Regions from separate parts of the Mus musculus genome. Here regions 1 and 3 are each linked to region 2. The links are chromatin contacts, called in public HiChIP or PLAC-seq maps. All regions are on one chromosome and are shown on one strand. Each heading gives the region's core, a stretch centred on a gene start, on an enhancer-like site or on the middle of the called end of the contact. The rest is flanking DNA. Distances are from core to core; before and after follow the strand shown. Region 1 overlaps Casz1 (castor zinc finger 1). Region 2 overlaps Pex14 (peroxisomal biogenesis factor 14). Region 3 overlaps Casz1 (castor zinc finger 1).

Region 1 (3,596 bases), core at 688-3,187, 190 kb before region 2:
TATCCACCTTGGGTCCCTGGCCCAGCAAGCTGGATGGTACAGGGATAAATAAATGGCCGCTGAAATATTCATGAGCTGCACATGCACATCCGTGGTCAGGGGGACTGCCAAGGGCCTTTGCTTCCTTCCTTCACCCTGTTCTGCAGAAGCCTTTCAGGAAATTCCTCCCACCTGGGCCAGGTGAAGCTTGGCCCAGCCTCGCTGGGCACTCAGCCCAGCCTACCACCTTGGGAACACCTGCACGGCCTTAGCCCCTCCCACTTGGGGCCAGGCTGATCCCCTGCCTTGCTTTGTCCCTTCCCTGCCCCATAGTGATGGATTGGACATGTGCGGCCGTGGCTGCTTGCTTGACCCTGTGTGCCCTGCTGGAGCTCTACAAGGACAGACTTGTAGCTCATTTGTTCCTGTGTTTCCCACGTGGCCTGGCATGGTGCGGATTCGACCTTGAGAGAGGGCCATTGTATGTTTGGAGGGAAGCTCAGAGGTGGTTGAGTCTCAAAGCACTGCCCTTCTTAAGCACATGACTTTACATCTCAGGACTCAGTTTCCTCATCTGCAAAATAGGCTTAAGAGCGATGTGGAAGCTGGGCAGTGGTGGCACACGCCTTTAAGACCAGCACTCAAGAGGCAGAGGCAGGTGGATCTCTGTGAGTTTGAGGCCAGCCTGGACTGAAGAGAGGGTTTCAGGACAGCCAAGGCTACACAGAGAAACCCTGTCTCAAAACAAAACAAAACAAAACAACAAAACGAAAAACAAACCCAAAAACAAAACAAGCAAACAAAAAGAGCAATGGGGAATGTTGGATTGTGGACCTGGGCCTGCTGGAATTGGAAGCCAGGTGCAGTTGGCTGAGAGAAGAATTCTGGACCTGTCTAGGCTGTTGAATCAGCCTTTCCCAGGGAGGGGCCTGGAAACCGCACAGATTTACCCTGCTTCTCAGAAACTTCCTGCTCACTAGAGTTCAGATGTTCTAAGTTTGTGGCTCTCGTTACCTCTGTCTTGGTAGCGCTTGGCCACCAGCAGCTCAGTGACCTCCTCTATGCTATCCAGACTCTGAGACATTGGGCCAGGAATGTGAGAGACAGAGAATGACTCTGGAGCACTTGGCTACCAGATATTATGGTGAATCTGCCTGGCCGGGGACGGCATAGGGGCGGGCATCAGAGCCTGGCTGAATCCTGCCCAGCAATGCTCCAAGCAAGGCTGGAGATACTGCCTGTCTGCAACAGGTTGGGACCAGGCGTCAAGAGCACCAATGCGTCCTGGGTAATGGTTAGAGGCTAGCCCAGGAAGGCCTGGACACAGTGTCCTTTGGGATCTGCCTTTAACTCTTCAATTCTTCCCCCACTGAAGGAAGGTCCCTGTGGTGGAGAGGGTGCCATTGATACAGGCCAGTCGCTTGGCAAGATCTGGCTGAACTAGCACATTTTCAAGCATATGTGCCCATAGCTACCCATAACCGCAAGGCCTCTGCCTCTGGGTGCCTAGAGCTCACGCTGTCACTTTGGTGACACAGAGACCTGTGCTGCCTGCCTGTTGGGTTGCACAGGACCGGTCCTTTGGTAAGTAGATGGCCATGACTTGAAAACTGCCTGACCCCATTTAAGGAGTGAGGGTTAAACTGGCCATCTGCTGTGAGTCCCTGAGGGCTCAGAATATAGAGAGAGGAGTCTTCGAGCCTGGGTGAAGACAGAACTACTGTCCCTGGCACTCAGCGAAGAGGCGCCTGCCAGCCCACCCCCTCCCCCAGCCAAAGTTTGATCCAAACAGGAGCAAACTTTGGGGACCGCCTTGGCGCTGCATGGAGCCAGGCTGAGCCTGCGAGTGGCAGCGAGAGCAGAGGGAGGCAGCCCAGGCAGCCCTGGCGCCTGACTCCACGGTCCCAAGTCCCCTCCCTGAGCTCCCGGTCCGCGCCCGCGTTTCCAGGCGCCTCTCTAGTCAGCTCAGAATGCAGCTTGGGGCCCGTGGCGGCTCAACCTTTCCCTCTCCCAGAGCCCCGGTCTAATCAACCCCTATAATTTATGCAGAAAATATGATTTATATTTAATTTCACCACACTTGCATTGTTAATTTGAGATGTAATTAACCCGTCGCCATGACAACTAATTTTGTGATGCCGTAAATTACCGCCGTCTTTTCATCAAAATTCAGTTACTTTGGCTCCTGTGTGCAATGTACTGATGCAATTAGGTTGCTAAGGGCAACTCAAAAGTGTTCAATTTCTTTTGTGCAACTGCACTGGGATAGAAGCTCCCTTGCGTCCTCCCAGGGTCCCGTCGGCCATGGGCAGGGGAGCTGGGGGCGAGCGGCCGCCCTAGAGGAATGCTGTTGGAAAAGGCGGACTGGGTGGGCGCCTGCTGCCTCTGCTTCTCTGCCTCGCACCCGCTTCTCTCAGTAATTGTTTTTAAACAGTGGCCCCTAGATATATGCCCCAGTTCCCCGCCACAGGATCACAGGGCTGCGGAAGGGTTTCAGCGGCTCTGACTCGGGCCGCAGACTTTCCTGTCCCAGGTAGCCAGGCGGTTCACCCAGAAAGAGCCAAAGCCACCTCCCCTTTCTTCTCTCCTGGTGTCTAACTTGTTTATATAGATCTTTCCCTCTCCCTCTCTCTTTCTCTCCCTCTCTCTCTCCACTTTTTTCTTTATTTAAAACAAAAACCCTCTGTGTTGCTTTTGTCACGTTAATTCCCATTTTGCCAACACCAGGGGCCCAGGCAGACGAGTTACCAAGGAACACAAAATTTTAATTAGTGTATTTTAATCATTCAGGCTTTCCGAGCTAATCCACACGCCCTAGAGAATTCCCGAGATGCAGCTCTGCCCTGCTTTACCATTTATTGTTGAGTCTATTATAATTACTGTTAGCAGGTGGGGACTGGGAGATGTTTATTATGAGTTTTTCATCTTTAGTATAATTACCGAAAAAAACAAAATAAAAAGATGTCGTTGTATTTTGTTTCCTAGAATTCTTTTTTTTTTTTTTCCAGGGGAGGGCATGGCTGTGGGGTTTTTTGTTTTGTTTTTTTGCCTTCTTCTTTCCAGGCAGGTAGGTGAGTTAAGAGTTTTAGTGCCAGAAGACTCTTTAAGTTCAGCGCCGAGCCCTGTTCCATACGCGATAGGCCCAGGAAAGTAGAATGGCTGCCAGCTCTGATGGACATCTGCTTTCTGAGGTCCCAGCTGTTGAGAGTAAGGTCTGAGGCCAATCGGCTGAGAGTACTGGTAGACCTACTTTGTGCTGGTGACTCTCTGGGTCTGCTCTGTCTAGAGAGCTGGCCAAAGCGCACCTGTTGGAGGTGGGCCTAAAATGCTGAGCAGTTATAAACTGGCTGTTAATATTTATTAAGTGTGTAGTACGTACCAAGCCTCACATTGTCTTCTTTAGCTGCATAGTTTTGCTAAATCCCTCAGCCCCACTCTGAAGCAGATACCAGTGTCAGTCAGATCCTATTTTACGTGGGAAGGCCAAAATGCACATTCCCAAGCTAAGAAGCAGCAGCAGGGAATTTAAACCTCAGAGCCCAGGCTCCCTCTCACTACACCACAAGCAGATCTTCCAGGTCTCATCAGAGACACCTCCTCCCAGAAGCCTTCCCGGA
Region 2 (3,582 bases), core at 968-3,467:
AGGAACCACAGCAATAAACAGAAAAATAGAAACAATGTATCGGGAAGTTAAAAGGAAAAAAGGGATCTTCCAGAGAGCTGCTTCCCCGGGTGTGAAATTCAATGCAGAAAAGCCAAGGGTCTCACAGCCAGGTACAGGAGGGAAAGTTAATATGCAGAGGAAGGCTCGGTCAGCCAAAATTCAATACGATTTGCTGCAAGGACGAGGAGGAACAGGCTCCCCGAAACCAGACGAGGGAGGGGGAGGGGCGCCACCGCACTCTCAGAGCAAAACCACTGGAATGGCAAGAGGGGAATAACCTTGAGGTGGACATGCAGTCAGGAAGCCAAGCACAGAGCCAAAGTGCCCCCTAGCAGGAGCCAGTGGCGACGCAGGCCAGAGGTGGCCGCTCACACAGCTAACAGAGGTGGCTAACTCACACAGCCCAAATTAAGTGTTTTCACTCTGGGAAAATGAAATGTTTTGCAAGATGAAACAGAATGAAAATTGAGGTTTTAGGTAATTACTAGTTGGCATTTACATATCACGGGCTGGTTCAACACCTATTCATTTTCCTCTTTTATTTAAAAAATTGCTCATTAAAAATGAACAGATGACAGTGACAGGGTTTTAGGACTTTTTTTTTTAATTCTTTCTCCTTCTCTAAGGGGTACAAAATCGAGAGGTACATTTTAGCCCATTTATCTACAAATTAGCACACAAGCGTGCACATGCAAGCATGGGTGCACACATTTATATTTAATTTATATTAAACGTGTAAAAAGGAAATAAAAGAAAGGAAAGTCTATCCACAAAACCCTGAAGTTCACGAACTAAAGACAGTTAACTGAACTTAGGAAGGGATGGATATCATCAAGTGCCCTGGTGCTCAAAGAGTCAAAGGAAGGGCTCTCCCTTTCAGCTGGGATCTCCTGGTTGTGGTCACTGTGCCCTTCCTATTGCTGAGATGGGTTCCAGCCCTGTAGTGATTATGTATGCATGTGAGCCCTAATTTCCTTTGTTTTCTTTTCCTTGCTCCTTTTGTTTTTCACATTAAAGAATAAAACACCTCTGTAGAAGCACAGAGGAAAGCTGGGCGTGGTGGCACATGCCTTTAATCCCAGCACTTGGGAGGCAGACAGATTTCTGAGTTCGAGGCCAGCCTGGTCTACAGAGTGAGTTCCAGGACAGCCAGGGCTACACAGAGACACATTGTCTCGAAAAACAAAAACAAAAAAACAACAAAAAAAAAACAAAAAAACAAAAAACAAAAAAAAAGAAGCAGCAGCAGCAGCAACAGCAGCAGAGAGGAGTTGACGTGATTCAACATAATATATTTTAGGGGCTATTGTGTAAATCTGTATTTAGGGGAGTCTAAAGCATGCATTATTGACCCCAGCCTCTCTTAAAACATTGATAAATGAAGTAAAAGCCTCTATGAAAAGTGGCAACTTTGCATGTGCAAAAACTACCTTTCAAAGTGAAATCTCTCTGTCATTCACATTTTCCCCCCCCTTGGCCCTAGTTAAAAATACTGCGAGAGTGACTCCCCGTCACATGCCAGTGTTTTGTTGTTTTATGGGAATAGTTCTTCCAGAGAGGAATGTGGCGGTAAACTATCTTAAACCACCCACACTACTTAGTACCAAGTGACAGTGGTCTCAGGGACCAGGTGACTTGGGAGAGATTTTCCTGCTCAGCAGAGGACTCTGGGCCAACTTACTGCACAGAGGCAGCTGGAGCCTGGGGCAGGCGAGCCGCGGGGCAGGGCTGCAGATGCTGCACACCACTGAGTGCCCTCACTGCAGAAGGAGCGGAACACGCCAGCCGGCTATAGAGGAAATGAAAACCCCGGCCTCTGGGCTGAGAAGATCAAAGTTCCTTTTTAGGAAAGGTTGAGAAGGAAAAGGATTTTCTCCTTTAGGCAGAAAGAAAAGCAAATTTAAATGCCTTGTCCCCACACATCCCCACCTGAATTTCCACAGCAACCCCTCTAATTTCTGATGCAGCCAACAAAGCAGTTACCCAAAGAGGGGAGAAAAAAAGGATGACATTTGCCTTTTCCTTGGCTTTGAAATCCGACTGGCAGCGGATTGTTTGAAGTCCTGTTTAGAGAGGAAACTGTAATAGCCTCCATACTGAAAAGAGGAGGGAAATGCCATTATACACGGATCACGGTAGCAGTGACCTCAGCAGAGAAGGCAAACGAGCTGGCTCTGAGCCGGAGGTCGGTGAGCTAGCATGCCAGGAACAGAAATAAAAGGTTTACGCGCCAGAACTGAGTGGTAGCAAGAGTCGGAGACTTGATCCCGGGAAGCACCAACAAGAGCAAGGCACTCAAAGCCCAGAGCAGCATCTCTCCATAGCTCCTTGCTGCTCTTGTCCGCAGCCCCTCTAACTCCCTGCACTGCTAAAGAGGAAGCAGAAAACACCCAGGCTTTGTGTTGTAAAATTAATGAAGGTGTCAAGCTGCTGAGTTGAATCACTGCAAAGGAATGTAATGACTCAGTGTCCACGGTGCTGATGCTCCTAAGGAGAGCGGCGAGCTGGAGACCAGCACTAAAGCTATGCAGCAGGCCGGCCCCAGGACCTTCCTGATGATACCTGGGTTCCTTCTCTCTGCTGCTCGCTAAATGTTATGCTTTCCCAATTACTGCTCCGCTCAGGAGCTCAAGAGCTTGGCTCATAGAGAACTACTGCAGCTCCCACTTCTCAAGTCTGGGCCAAGTTCTCTCTTGTCATGCATGACTAAGCTGTGACAGGAACAAAGAAAGGTTGTGTCCCTGAAAGTGGCAACCTTAAGGATTAAGTCATCACTGGGGCTGGACACAAAATAAATGACTACCAGGTGGCATGTGAAGCACTCCCTCTGGAGGGCTTGACACCTGCTGATCACAGGGCAAGATGGGCTTGTGTGTTCCACGGGAGAGAATGTCGGCATCGGGAAATGTTGTCTCCATTACATGCACTGGCAGGCTCAGAATTCATAGCCTCCTGCCTCGGCCTGCCAAGATGCTGAGACTGCAGGAGTGTGCTGAAATATCTGTATAAGCTAAAACCTTCTGAGGAGTCATTAACTGGTACCTCGGACAGATAGCTAAGGGGGAAAGGGACTAAAGCATCGACAACTAAGGTTTGAATACAGAAAGGAGCTGCCACAGCCTACAAATAGCTTAAGTTCCAAGAATCTGGGGCTAGAGAGATGGATGGATGGCTCAGCAGTTAAGAGGACTGGATTCCATTCCCAGCACTCATAGATAGGCTCACAACTGTCTATAACTCCAATTCCTGGGGGATCCAACCCTCTTTTGGCATCTGCAGGCACCAGGCACACAAGTAGTACATAGACAAACATGCAGACAAAACACTCATACATGTTAAAGAAAATTAATTAGTTAATTAAAGATAGCAAAAGTTAGAAATGGCAGATTTGGACAGCTAAAGATCACCTGCAGCTCCACCAAGCAGCAGACCTGTGGCCGACACCAGACAACCAAGTCCTGACTCCTGCTGTCGCTCTAGAGCACTTCCTGGCCCTCTGCAGAGTAAAGCAGCAGTGTGACTCTGCACGCAGAGTGTGGTTCACGGCAGAGAATGCTGGCC
Region 3 (3,093 bases), core at 185-2,684, 170 kb before region 2:
AGACAGGGTCGCCCTATGTAGCCCTGGCTGTCCTAGATAGAACTCACTCTGTAGACCAGACTGGCCTTGAACTCATAGAGATCTATCCGCCTGCCTCTGTCTCCTGAGTGGGATTAAAGGTGTGCACCCCTCCTGGCCTCAGAACCTTTTTGACATCTGTGTCACGTAGGACATGTAGTTCTTAGACAACCCCTCCTTCCTGGCTGTGCTGGATTCTTCCTGTCTTCAGTGGCATCTCTATTCCTTCTTCCTCAGCCTCTTTCTTCACAAGCATATAACCGGTTTCCCGCCCCTGCCTGGGAACCCTTGCCACCGGTCAGCTTGGTGGCCAGCATGAGGCTCACAGATGGTGTACCCCTGGATGCCCGCTTGGCTGTGTCCACACTCCTCCCTCTGCCCCCATGAAGGTTTTGATGAACACAAAGCAAGTTTAATTTGTGGCCCCCACCCACATCTATCTGTCCCCTCATAGGTTTTGCCTTTCCTAACCGTTTGTGTAACTTCCTGTGCGTACAGAGGCAGGTTTGAGCACTCCATACCCAGCCATGAGCCACATGGAAAGGGAATGAGGAGTGTGGAGAGAGGAGGAGGCCCTGTCTACATTCTCTCATGATACCCCAATCCAAGAGAACCAAAAGCCTGAATCCAGGTCCCAGGTCCTGCCTACTCTGGGTTCAAGGCTACTTCTGCTTATCATAGGCAGTTGGTCGCCTCGTAGTGACCACCAGAGTTGGAGGGAGAGAAGTCTCTACCTCATAGGGCCTCCAAATGTGACAGATGACCCAGGCTTTCTAGACCTTTCCAACAGGATGGCCAAAGGCTGCCTTAGGGGCAGTTAAATGAACCTTCGATGGGGTTGGCTGGAGACAGCAGTGGACTGACTTTAGCACCTCTCCCCAGAGCCACGGTGGAGCCTAGCGAGGCCTGAGATCCCTTCTAGGAAGCTGACCACTGGGAGCCTTAGCAAGGCTGGGCCAATAGGCTGAGGGCCAGCAGGGTCGCCTTACAGGGATCCCTAGGCTTTGAATGGTAGAGCAATGGGATTAGCTGGCCGGCTTGGGTAGGGGAAGTTCTGGGCGGAGAAACAGGGGGCTTGGGGGAGGGGGAGGCTGGCCAGGGCAGAGGCTGGAGGAAGCTGCCCAAAGGCCGAGGCCCAGACAGACAGGAGGCATAAATGGAAGTGACAGGGTCAGGCCAGACCTTTGTCCTGCAGTCTGATTAGAAAGCCTGCCCTGGATTTCTGAAACTTTGGGATGTTGTCGGACAAACTGGAGCTTAATTCTGTCAGAGCGCTGGGGAGATTAGAATTGACATCCTGGGAGCACATTCCTGGCTGGGCAGAAATCCAGCCCCCGCTGGGAAAAACCTGTGAAAGCAAGGCCGGCCTATGGTGGCGGCAGGGGTGCTGTCAGCACCGGTGGCCACTCCAGCTTTGGGGCTTGGAGCCAGGAGTCTCTGGAAGGCCGGTCTATTTAGGCAGGATGCGTGGAAAGAAAGGAGTCTTAGCCAAGCCACTCCTGACACCGATCCCGTCCCCTGGTGGCACCGCCCGGAGTAGAACTCTGACGTTTAAGTCTCTAAAATGGGCCAAGTCTTCTTTCCAAACCCCCAGAGCTTCGCCTTCCTTCAACGTTACCTTGGGATGGCAAGAAGGATGCTTCCTGCGGAGCTGTAACAGCCATGGCCAGGAGGATGGCAGCAATAAGTTGTCTGGCTGAGTTCCCCTGGGGAGGGTGGTCGGCCGGCAGTGCCCATCACAAGAAGCCGAAGCCAAGGGTTCGAAAGGCCTCTGCCACTGTACCAACTAGGCCTCTTCCACCACCAGCCCCGTTAGCCTCAATAAACCAGGATGTGTCTTTCAAGATACATCCACCCTTTCCTCCAAGCTCCCAGGAAACATCTGCCAGTCTACTCAAGCAGAGAGCGACAGGCAAGGACCTATACCAGGAGTCACCTCTCACCTTCCCACCAAGAGATGGGTCTGGAGGACAGGGCTGGTAGCACACACCATAGCCCCAAGTCAGGCTGCTCCCAGTACCACTCCCCACTTCCTTCCTGACTCTAATGACTTTTAAATATTGGTAAATATTTTGGCTAAAGCAGGCTCTCTCGTGGCAGAGAGCAAAGCCGTGTGCAGTTCAGGACCTACAAATTATTTATTAAAGATCTGAGATGCGGTGCAATTATGTGGAAAGAACCCAAAAAATTAAATAAATAAGTAACAAAATAAATAAATAAATAACAGCCCCACTGGCCTCTTGAAGGCTTGGGGAGCGGCACACATGATTGCCGACTTGATGAAATCCCCCCGGATGTAATGAGCTGATTTTTCTGCTGTTAATATTGCATCTGCTGATGAAGGATTCGTTAGGATAATGGAACGAAGCTAAAATATAAATGACTCCCTGTCAAGGAGCAGCTTTTGTTTGTTGATCTCCTGACAGTTCCCGGGCCAAAGCAGGGGTTTCTGTGTGCGCACGCATTCCGGAACAGGCAGGAGGGATGGGGGACGAGAGCTCAGGGGACCCCCAGAGCGCTTGGCTTTCCCTACACCCCCAGTATCCTAGGTTTTCCCCTCGGGTTGGTCTGCCCGACCTTGGGAAGCTCTAGAGCCCTGGGGGGGCGGGGAAGTCATTAACTTGGAGCCCTATGGAGGGAGCTTGTTGCTCAGGGATCCAGGGTGGGAGCGGAAGTTTCTGTCTAGCTGGGCAGAGGGATATGCAGAGGCGGGGCTGGGGGCATTGGGATTTGCAGAGGCACTGTTTGCAGCCCGTGCACGCAGGGGTGTGGTGTTGTGTGGGAGATAGAGTCATAGCCACTTGAGGCAGAGTGTCCTGAGGGGAGGTCCACTGTAACGTGCCTTCCTTTCCTCTCTTTTCTCTTTCTTCCTTTCTGACAGAGCATAGCCCAGGATGTCCATGTACCCAGTGATAACCCGGATCTTCTGATCATCCTGGGTCCATCTTACAAGTGTTGGGCTCAAAAGTGTGCACCCCCACACCCAGTTTATGGGGTGCTAGAGATCTAACTGAGGGCCACATGCGTGCTAAACAAGCGGTCTGTCGATTTAGCTGGGCCAAGGGTGCATTGGAG

Evidence for each region. HiChIP or PLAC-seq counts read pairs in DNA pulled down with a chosen protein or histone mark.
Region 1: a contact with region 2 is called in an H3K4me3 HiChIP or PLAC-seq map of embryonic stem cells, with 29 read pairs. The contact joins two enhancer-like sites. A contact is called at or near these places in 8 of 39 promoter capture datasets (the C10 cell line, the HPC-7 cell line, cranial neural crest and 5 more), 1 of 484 Hi-C or Micro-C datasets (the N1E-115 cell line), 14 of 115 datasets of contacts at active chromatin or transcription factors (astrocytes, cardiomyocytes, craniofacial prominence and 10 more) and 1 of 9 other capture datasets (embryonic trunk).
Region 3: an H3K4me3 HiChIP or PLAC-seq map of embryonic midbrain shows a contact between it and region 2, with 3 times the contacts expected there. The contact joins two enhancer-like sites. A contact is called at or near these places in 1 of 39 promoter capture datasets (liver), 1 of 484 Hi-C or Micro-C datasets (the N1E-115 cell line), 8 of 115 datasets of contacts at active chromatin or transcription factors (craniofacial prominence, embryonic basal ganglia, embryonic forebrain and 5 more) and 3 of 9 other capture datasets (adipose tissue, embryonic tail and liver).

Annotation. Positions count from the first base shown.
Region 1 is chr4:148,858,079-148,861,674 of GRCm38.p6, forward strand. All of the region lies in intron 2 of Casz1 (castor zinc finger 1), which reads left to right. Among named protein-coding and RNA genes, the nearest start is that of Gm42352, 12 kb to the right of the region's middle. RefSeq lists an enhancer at 1,393-2,878. Within about 2 kb of position 1,938, at least 54 of the 459 cell types and tissues checked have an H3K27ac peak or open chromatin away from gene starts, as enhancers often do.
Region 2 is chr4:149,047,259-149,050,840 of GRCm38.p6, forward strand. The region is part of intron 2 of Pex14 (peroxisomal biogenesis factor 14); the gene reads right to left. Among named protein-coding and RNA genes, the nearest start is that of Gm42351, 39 kb to the left of the region's middle. Within about 2 kb of position 2,218, at least 195 of the 459 cell types and tissues checked have an H3K27ac peak or open chromatin away from gene starts, as enhancers often do.
Region 3 is chr4:148,880,062-148,883,154 of GRCm38.p6, forward strand. The region is part of intron 2 of Casz1 (castor zinc finger 1); the gene reads left to right. Among named protein-coding and RNA genes, the nearest start is that of Gm42352, 10 kb to the left of the region's middle. Within about 2 kb of position 1,435, at least 18 of the 459 cell types and tissues checked have an H3K27ac peak or open chromatin away from gene starts, as enhancers often do.